3 separate regions of the Mus musculus genome follow, and regions 1 and 3 are each linked to region 2. The links are chromatin contacts, called in public Micro-C and promoter capture Hi-C maps. All regions are on one chromosome and are shown on one strand. Each heading gives the region's core, a stretch centred on a gene start, on an enhancer-like site or on the middle of the called end of the contact. The rest is flanking DNA. Distances are from core to core; before and after follow the strand shown. Region 1 holds the start of Adamts15 (a disintegrin-like and metallopeptidase (reprolysin type) with thrombospondin type 1 motif, 15). Region 2 holds the start of St14 (suppression of tumorigenicity 14 (colon carcinoma)). Region 3 holds the start of Adamts8 (a disintegrin-like and metallopeptidase (reprolysin type) with thrombospondin type 1 motif, 8).

Region 1 (2,849 bases), core at 237-2,736, 210 kb before region 2:
AGGGGCGGCAACTTCCTGGGTTCCAGCCCCTCAGCGCCTGATCCAGAAGGCGTTGATTGGCTGCATCAGGACAACACCTTCGGAAAAAGCAGGCTCTCCACCAACCTCCCCAGAAGCACATGAGATGGAGCTCTGCTGAGCCTAGGAGAGGACTCTGTATAGAACTTCCAACGCTAGAATTCGAAAGGAACCAATTTAAAGGGGGCATTGGGTGGCACAAAGGGGCTTTGGAGATCTAAACTCAATGATCCAAAAAAAAAAAAAAAAAAAAAAAAAAAATGGGGTTGCATCCAAAGAGGTGACAGATGAACTCACCTGTCTGGTGAAGAGGATGGCTGTGTCCCAGTACTCAGGGTGCTTATCGCTCACTTTGTTCAGCTTTTTCTGCCAGGCACAGAAGTTGCGCAGAGTCAGGGCCGCGTTGCCTGTGACCTTGGGCCCAGTGTCACGATCTCCTAAGAGTAGCACCTTGACCACCACGATGTTGATAGGGTTGAGGATGCTGGGGTGGCGGTAGAGTCGCGCCGCCGTGGCCAGCAGCGTCAGTAGATAATGTTCCAAATCCGCGCCGTGAAACTTGACCATTGACTCGTCCGCCACCACCAGTGTCTCCACGTACCGTGGTATAGACACGAAGCGCTTGGCGCGCCCAGACCTGCGGCGGTTGTGGCTCTCCCCCGCGCCCGTCCGCCGTGGCTTATAAGGGTCCAGAGCCCTCAGGATGGCGGGGTTCCAGCCCGAGGCCACCCCGCAACGAGAGGTGGGGTCTCCGGAAGGCCCTACAGGAGCACCCCGGCGCTGGAGAAGGTGTGCGCCCTGGCTGTGACGCTGCGCCTCTGGCGCGCTGGTGTTGGGCAGAGGGCTAATGACATACTCCGCACCTCGGTAGCCAAAGGCTCCGCGGAGACCCCCGCATAGGCTCACAGCAGCAAAGGAGTCTGGCTCCGCGTTCACATACCCGGAATAGAAGCAGCGTCGCAGGTCTAGAGAGCTGCCAGTGAGCCTCTGCAGCGGGACACCTAGATACTCAGTAGCAAAGGCGGGAGCCAGGAACTGGGCATCTGGCGTCAGGTGTAGATAAAAGTCCTGCTGAAAAGCTGTGATCTGAAAAATGAGACCCTGATCCCCGGAGTCCTCCGTACCCCTCCTGTAGTAGTGGCGGCCATTGATGTCCGGGTCCCGTCGGATTGGAACGACCACCTCCCACTCTGGCTCGGAGCTGCCAGCAGGTCGCCAGGCGAGAGCCAGGATTGAGATGCCCAGTAGAAGCATGGCGCCGGGCCGCGCACAGACGCGCTCTGGGATGGGACTTAGCCCGGCTCCCACGGCAAGCACTGTCCCCTTGTAGCCCACACACCAACGCCCGGGACAATGGGCAGTTCCCAGAAAGGACAGCCAACCAAGTCCGCGAGACTCCTCCCAGAGCAGCGAGCGTGCACAGGGCAGCCCGCGCCTCCTACCTGTTCCTCCCTGAGCAAAGCGCGCTCTGGGAGCTTTAGTACGGTCGCTGTCAAGTGCACAGCCGAAAATTTGCCGTGGAGAAGTGACGCGAGGTGGCGGGCTGCTTCGCGAACCGCAGCCGCTAGCGGTGCAGCAAACTAGGCGCTGGGCGAGCCTATTAAAGGCCCCCTCCTCTTTGGACTGCCCAGTCAGCGCCCCTCCCCTAACTCCCCTCCCAGCCTCCCAGAGCTCGCTGCCTGGAGCCTCCAGGGGCCACTGGAGAACTCGGTCCCGCCTCCTGAGCAAGAGCCACTTGGCGGGGAGGGAGTGGCGTTATGCCGAGGCAGGAGGCGTGGGCTGACCTAAGAAACGAACGCTGGAGCCTATTCACGTTTTTTGCGCTAGGTACCCCAGTGCGGAGATGCATCAGTTACTACTGCCTGGGTGGACATCTGTGAGCTCTCTGGGTCTTAGCCTTCCCAAGGCAGCTGGGTCCAGGAGTCTGGAACCAAGACAGCACTGACCTCTTTTTCCAGGCCCACCTCTTTCCTCCAGTTGCAACAACCCCCACCCTGCTTCTTAACCATCAAGTCTCCAAAAGGACCTCAAACCGAGGAGGGCCCTTTAAAGGTCCTAGTGTTGGGAGAACAACCTCCGAGAAACACAGCCAGCCCTTCTTGAACCCAGACCCCACACAGGCTGCCCTGTGGGGTTAGCACTGTGTTGGATGGGCTAGACAGACTGCCAGGTTTCAGTAATTCTGCCAGGCAGATGTTAAATGCAGCCATTATTTAAAACTAAATTACATAAGCTTATAATTAAATAAGTTATATTTTAAAATAAAGATGATAAACTCTCAAAACTCCATCTCTTCCTAATTATCTGATGGCTGCCTCTGGTCTTGAGCCACTGAGACCCTCAACCCTTCCCCCTCCCCCAAGCCCAAAGCTCCCAGAGAAGAGCAGAGGAAGATGGGAAAGCAAACAGCCTTCTACTTAGTATCTCCATCAACCCATACAGCCACATAGCAATTGGCTTTCAAAACAGGTCCTGGTGAAGTTACAGCTAATGCTGGTTATCAGGGCTTGAAGAGAGGAGGCAAGCCCTTAATAAGCATTTATTAGCATCCTAGTGCCTGAAAGAAATAGCCAAGCAAATGCAGGTTGTCTTCTAGCAGGGAGAGTCAAGGGACTGGTGGGCAATGGAAGGCAGGCCATGTGCCCTTAGTATGTATTTTGATCCTTACCCAAGTATAGGGCAAGGCACTGGAGTGGGAGAGTGGGTGCAGATCAGCTGGAGAAAGCACAATCACGTTGTAAAGTTGCCATCCAGCTTGGAGAGAAGGCTGGGCACCAACTGATACATCGTGGCACTAGACCTCAAGGTTCTCATATCCTTGCAGAATCTGG
Region 2 (2,700 bases), core at 120-2,619:
GGACCCACTTTCAATATCAGCACCCGTCTTCGAAAGGGAAGTCTGGAAGGGCAAACCGAAAATGAGAGAAAAACAGATGAAGGTCAAACACCAAGCGGCAGGCTACCTGCGGAGGAGGCACGAGTTCCAAGCAGGCAATTACTAAGGACTCGCAAACACCCCAATCACAGAAAGAAGGAGAAGGCGGCAGCAGGTGGCATCTCACTGCAGGGCAGAAGCACAGGTTGCGGGGACTCTGTTACAAGGGGTGAGAAGTGAAGTCCCAGCTCACGGTCCCCCGAGATCTGGTCTTCTCCAAGTCAGCAGAGAAGGAGTGCATGAAAAAGCGGCGGAAGGGGAGGCTCGGCTCCAGGAAACTGCCTCTGCCAGAGCAACAAGCCTCGCTCACCAGCCTCTAGCTGCGGTTCAGAAAAAAGCCTGGCCGCTAGTCCCACCAGAGCACGGCGCCACCACTACCCCACGACCCGTGTGTGTCTTTCAGGATAACTAACGCCCTCCCCCACTGTGTGCAGCAAAGTGAAATGCTTCTGAGGTCTTTCAAGAGACTTCTCAGGCTTCTGCTTCCCGCTTACTAAAGGCTTCTTCCAGAAGGCTCAGGACACATGCTTCACCACTACCCAGACAGCCACCTTCTCAAGGGCTCCACACTCTGTGTGGACAAAGCTCTGCTCTGAGTTCAACCCTTACAAAAGATCCAAAGCGCCTTTGACCAGGAAGACTAAAACGAGTTTGTGCAGAGGCCAAGGACAGACAAGTCTCCAACTTGTCCTTGCCATAGCCCAGGTCACCCACTCGGAGCACTGATTGATAGCCCAGAGCAATGGTGACCCCCACGGAGATCCTGCCAGCCCCAACCCCGACGCCTCCGGGCCCTACGGCTTCCCACCTCCTCAGTGCCCAGCGCGAGGCAGGTCTGGGACCGAGGTCCGACCGGCCCCGCCCTGCCACCAGCGGCCAGGCACCCACCGAACAGGAAATTCCACCTGTGCGCCCGAGCTCCGGCCACCCACGAGCCGTAGAGCGGAGCTCGGGCGAAACCGAGGGCCCCGCGCAGGCGACGCTGCGCGCGGATCAGAACTGTGGACGCCCGACCCCGGGTCCCCAGCCCTCGCCCACCTCTAGCCGGGAGTTGTACTTGAGTCCCGCGCCGAAGTCCTGAGAGCCCCCTCCGGCCTTGCGGCCCCGATTGCTACCCATGGTTTTGGCGGTCCGATCGCCGGTCTCAGACGCGTGGTCCCTCCGGGCAGCCGTCTACCATGGCCCGCGGGGTGTTGGGGACACGAGGGACGAGGGGGACGAGGTGAGGCACGGGCCAAGTTCCGGGGCAGGCCCAGCGCGCCCGGCCCGCGGCGGAGGCTCCAGTTCTCATCCTTCCTCCCAGCTCAGGTAGTTTCAGGGTGTGGCCTCCAGGGTCGCCCCGCCCCTCCAGCCAGCCAGCACCGGCGCCCGCACACCTGTTGCGGCCGGTCCCGCCTTCCGCCACGCCCCCAGGAAGCTCTTTCCCTCCCGCCAGAACCCCGAAAAGGAGCACCACAGAGTTCTGGCTCTTTCTTCCTCTTTGTCACGGGTGGCTCTTTCTCCTGGAGCACAGCCCTTCAGTCCGGTCCTTTGATACTGGCCATCTCTCCACCATCTTTAATACAATTTTAATCTCTCTCCCGTGGATCTTTCCCTACAATCAATCATGTTACCAGATGCCTGTGTCTCCGTTATTGTCCCTTCAAAACCGTAGCCAGCTGTTGTTAAGACCAGGCCTTCCTCCTGTGTCATGTCCCCTCCTGGGGACAGTAGCAGCCTCTTCTTCGCTGTCAGAGCCACTGACAGTGGCCTGTGCCCAGAGAAATGATTGCAGGTCCCCAGAGTCTTTCTCCAACTATTTGCAGCATCAGATACTGACTGCACATCCCGTCTTGAAAAGCGTCTTTTCTGTATTTTCGTAATCCTTTCTGACCTCTAGACTAGATCGCTAGTCAACCTCCTCCCTTTTTTCTACACTCCCTTCCTTTAATTTGTTGTTATTGTTGTCGTTGTTTATTTGCGTGTTTGAGAACAACTTGCGAGATACTTGGTCTCTCCTTGCACCTTGTGGGTTCTAGGGATGGAGAATCATCAGGCTGGGCAGTAAGAGCCCTTACTGGCTCAGTCATCCTGCAGGACCCACACTTTCCTTCTTTAAGGATACGTGCCTTCCCAGCACAGGCACCAAAGGTGTTCCCCACCTGGGTATTTCTCTGCTGATATTCTGCAGTCTTGATTAGTGAACCAAAACTCCTGAGCTCATAGTATGTGCTGTCCTAGCTCTTGGGAAACAAGAATGAGCAAAATGAAATTTTGCTCCTTTGAACTCCTACTTTGAAATTAACAAGCCCCAAGTTTCTACCTAGAACCCAGCCCTTCTTAAAATAACATAAATCTCTATGAGTCTGTGTCCCACAGCAGCTACAGCAAGCAGAGCCCCCTGCTGATGTATTCTGGAGATAAGTGATGTAACAACTCTGGTGATATTAGACCAAAGAGAGTCTACTGACACAGACTCGTCCTCCCTGTGAGCCAGGACTGGGTCTTTCTGTCTCTCTATCATTGCACTACTGTGTCTCACTGACCGGAGTCTTCCAAGTCTAAGTTATGTGAGTGTGATGCACAGGGAAATAAATTTGCCACTATACTGCATGCAAAGAATTCCAAAGCCAAATGGAGCAT
Region 3 (2,700 bases), core at 95-2,594, 190 kb before region 2:
AACAGAGATGCTTTCCATTCCCCTGCCTCTAGGAGTGTTTTACCCAAACTTCCAATTCTCTATACAGCAAAGGAAGGAGATTCAACCACTCCTTTGCAGTCCTATAAAAGTGGAGAGAGCTTGCGGTGCTGGGGCCTTTCCTTAGGTTCTGTAGTGACACAAGTTAATTTAAGAGACTCCTCTTTGTAGGTAACAAGTCCCAAGGAGTCTTTTGCATAGGCCAATCCTTCACAGCTACAGAAATGGATTGGATCGGCCAAACGAAGTAAGAATGACTCAACTGTAGGCACCCTCACATAAGCAAAGAGCTGCGTAGTTGGGGGTAGGTGAGCTGCCAAATGCTGTATCCTCCATGATTGTCTCAGAAAAGACACAGGGCGAGGGGCTAGGACTTGTTCTGGTACTGAGAGAACGTTGATTCTGAATCCAATCTAGACCTGCACCGGTAATACTAGAGTGGATACAAAGATTGTGGTTTGTGGTCTTAAGACGGTCATCACTCTTGCTGGATCCCACTCTCTTCTGTAGGAAGGTGGCAGAGTGAATTATCTCCCCACATATTTAGATGTATTTGGAGCTGTGGGCAATACAGTATAAGGGACCTGGCCACCTTTCCCCGTGTCAGCAAGGCAACTGGCAGAGCTGTGCATCAGAAGACAGACTGGTGAAGTACTTCCTCCCATAGGAAACGAGAAATGTAGTGGTATTGAATCCATTTTACTTTCCTGGTAGTAGCCTCTCACTACCCCCACTATGCTCAGAAGCAAGCAACAAAACAACCTTGACCAGGTGGCATTTTTAAAGTTCTGAAGTGCTCCTAATGGACAGCGTGATTCCAGTATGACTTTCCTACCTCTCACTTTGTATTTGACCATTAAAGGCTTTGGAACCTTCCCACAAACCTCTTTTAACACTGCCAGGTTTGTACAAAAATCTGCATACTGTCTCTGAGGCCAGAGCAGGGTGTGTCTGTCCCCAGCACCTGGCTCTTGCACAAGAAGAAGCCAGTGTCTCTCCCATCTAGGACTCGCCTTCAGGGGGACTGTCCAGCATTACAGGAATTGGCATGGGTCTTCACGTAGTCACGTAAAAAGGAAAAAAAAAAAAAAAGCTGTAGTTGACACTTAACTACTTAACTATCGGGAGGGGCTCACTGACTCCTGATTGGTTTTACATTTCATCCCTTTTTTTTCCCCTCCTCTCCTTTTCTGTTTCTGTCTCTGACCCCAGGGGAGGGGAAACGGGAATAGTGAGCGATCAAAAATAAACCTCTTATGTCAAAGCCGGGAAGGAAGTATAAATACGAAGGGCTCGGCAGCCCACTCGGTGTTTCCCGAGGAAGGAGGCGACTGCACGGGACGCCGCGGAGGACGCGCGCTCGCGGCCCGGGGCGCCAGCTGCTCGAGTTCTGCTAGGTTGGCTGGCGCAGGAGGAGCGGGCTGCGCGATCCAGAGGGGCCGCCAGGGGACCGCCGCGCCTGCTGCCGCTAGCCGAGTCGGCCTCCCCATCCGATTGATCATTTTTCCTGGACAGAGCGGCCCGGCCGCCTCGGGCCACCAGCACCTGCCCGCGCGCGGCGATCTTCTTCCCTCTCCCGCGCTCCGCAGCACTCTGCCCCCATGCTCCGCGACCCCACCACCACCGGGTGGCCGCCCCTCCTGCTGCTGCTATTGCAGCTGCCGCCGCCGCCACTCGTCTGCGGCGCCCCGGCGGGGCCGGGAACCGGGGCGCAGGCCTCGGAGCTAGTGGTGCCCACGCGGTTGCCCGGCAGCGCGAGCGAGCTCGCCTTCCACCTGTCCGCCTTCGGCCAGGGCTTCGTGCTGCGCCTGGCGCCTGACGCCAGCTTCCTGGCGCCGGAATTCAAGATCGAGCGCCTCGGGGGCTCGAGCGCGGCGGCCGGGGGCGAGCCGGGACTGCGTGGCTGCTTCTTCTCTGGCACAGTGAATGGAGAACGGGAGTCGCTGGCGGCGATGAGCCTGTGTCGCGGGCTGAGCGGCTCGTTCTTGCTGGCAGGCGAGGAGTTCACCATCCAGCCACAGGGCGCTGGGGACTCCCTGGACCAGCCTCATCGCCTGCAGCGCTGGGGGCCGGGACAGCGCCGCGAAGACCCCGGGCTCGCTGCCGCCGAAGTTTTCCCCCTCCCTCAAGGACTGGAGTGGGAGGTGGAGATGGGTAATGGGCAGGGACAGGAGAGAAGTGACAACGAAGAGGACAGGAAGCAGGACAAGGAGGGGTTGCTCAAAGAGACAGAAGACTCCCGCAAAGTGCCACCACCCTTCGGATCCAAAACTAGAAGCAAGAGGTTTGTGTCCGAGGCTCGCTTCGTGGAAACACTTCTGGTGGCTGATGCGTCCATGGCTGCCTTCTATGGGACCGACCTGCAGGTAGGACCTTCCGCAGACCCTGACTAACAGTCTATTGCCTCTCGATGGTTTTCAATTCTTCCCTTCCCACGGGGGGGGGGGGATCCCTCGCGCTCCCAAGCCCAACCCCAAAGGGGACTTTCTTCTTTCTGAGAAACAGCAGTAACTCCATTAGCTTCTGCCTTCCCGGCTTCCTACTTCCCAATCCCTAAATCCCTTCCAATTTACAGTAGAGGCGCTGGCTCTGTCTCTTCCCAGCATCCTGAGTCTTCCACAGTTCCCAGGCACCTGCTTCTCCCAAAGGGAGATTAAAAACTGCTAAAGAGCCCTGTCCTTC

Evidence for each region. A called contact is a pair of places that touch in the nucleus more often than the background predicts. Capture Hi-C pulls out chosen DNA fragments and counts their contacts.
Region 1: a contact with region 2 is called in a Micro-C map of embryonic stem cells, with 2.7 times the contacts expected there. The contact joins the promoter of Adamts15 here to the promoter of St14 in region 2. A contact is called at or near these places in 1 of 484 Hi-C or Micro-C datasets (embryonic stem cells) and 1 of 9 other capture datasets (adipose tissue).
Region 3: a contact with region 2 is called in a promoter capture Hi-C map of adipose tissue. The contact joins the promoter of Adamts8 here to the promoter of St14 in region 2. A contact is called at or near these places in 1 of 39 promoter capture datasets (neural stem cells), 5 of 115 datasets of contacts at active chromatin or transcription factors (embryonic stem cells and stem cell-derived neural progenitor cells) and 2 of 9 other capture datasets (adipose tissue and pancreatic islet).

The regions. Positions count from the first base shown.
Region 1 is chr9:30,920,966-30,923,814 of GRCm38.p6, forward strand. Adamts15 (a disintegrin-like and metallopeptidase (reprolysin type) with thrombospondin type 1 motif, 15) reads right to left here and starts at 1,487. Exons shown (of 8, transcript NM_001024139.1): 1 at 316-1,487. The coding sequence starts at 1,272.
Region 2 is chr9:31,130,430-31,133,129 of GRCm38.p6, forward strand. It overlaps St14 (suppression of tumorigenicity 14 (colon carcinoma)), which reads right to left and starts at 1,370. Exons shown (of 19, transcript NM_011176.4): 1 at 1,117-1,370. The coding sequence starts at 1,197.
Region 3 is chr9:30,941,218-30,943,917 of GRCm38.p6, forward strand. It overlaps Adamts8 (a disintegrin-like and metallopeptidase (reprolysin type) with thrombospondin type 1 motif, 8), which reads left to right and starts at 1,345. Exons shown (of 9, transcript NM_013906.3): 1 at 1,345-2,384. The coding sequence starts at 1,620.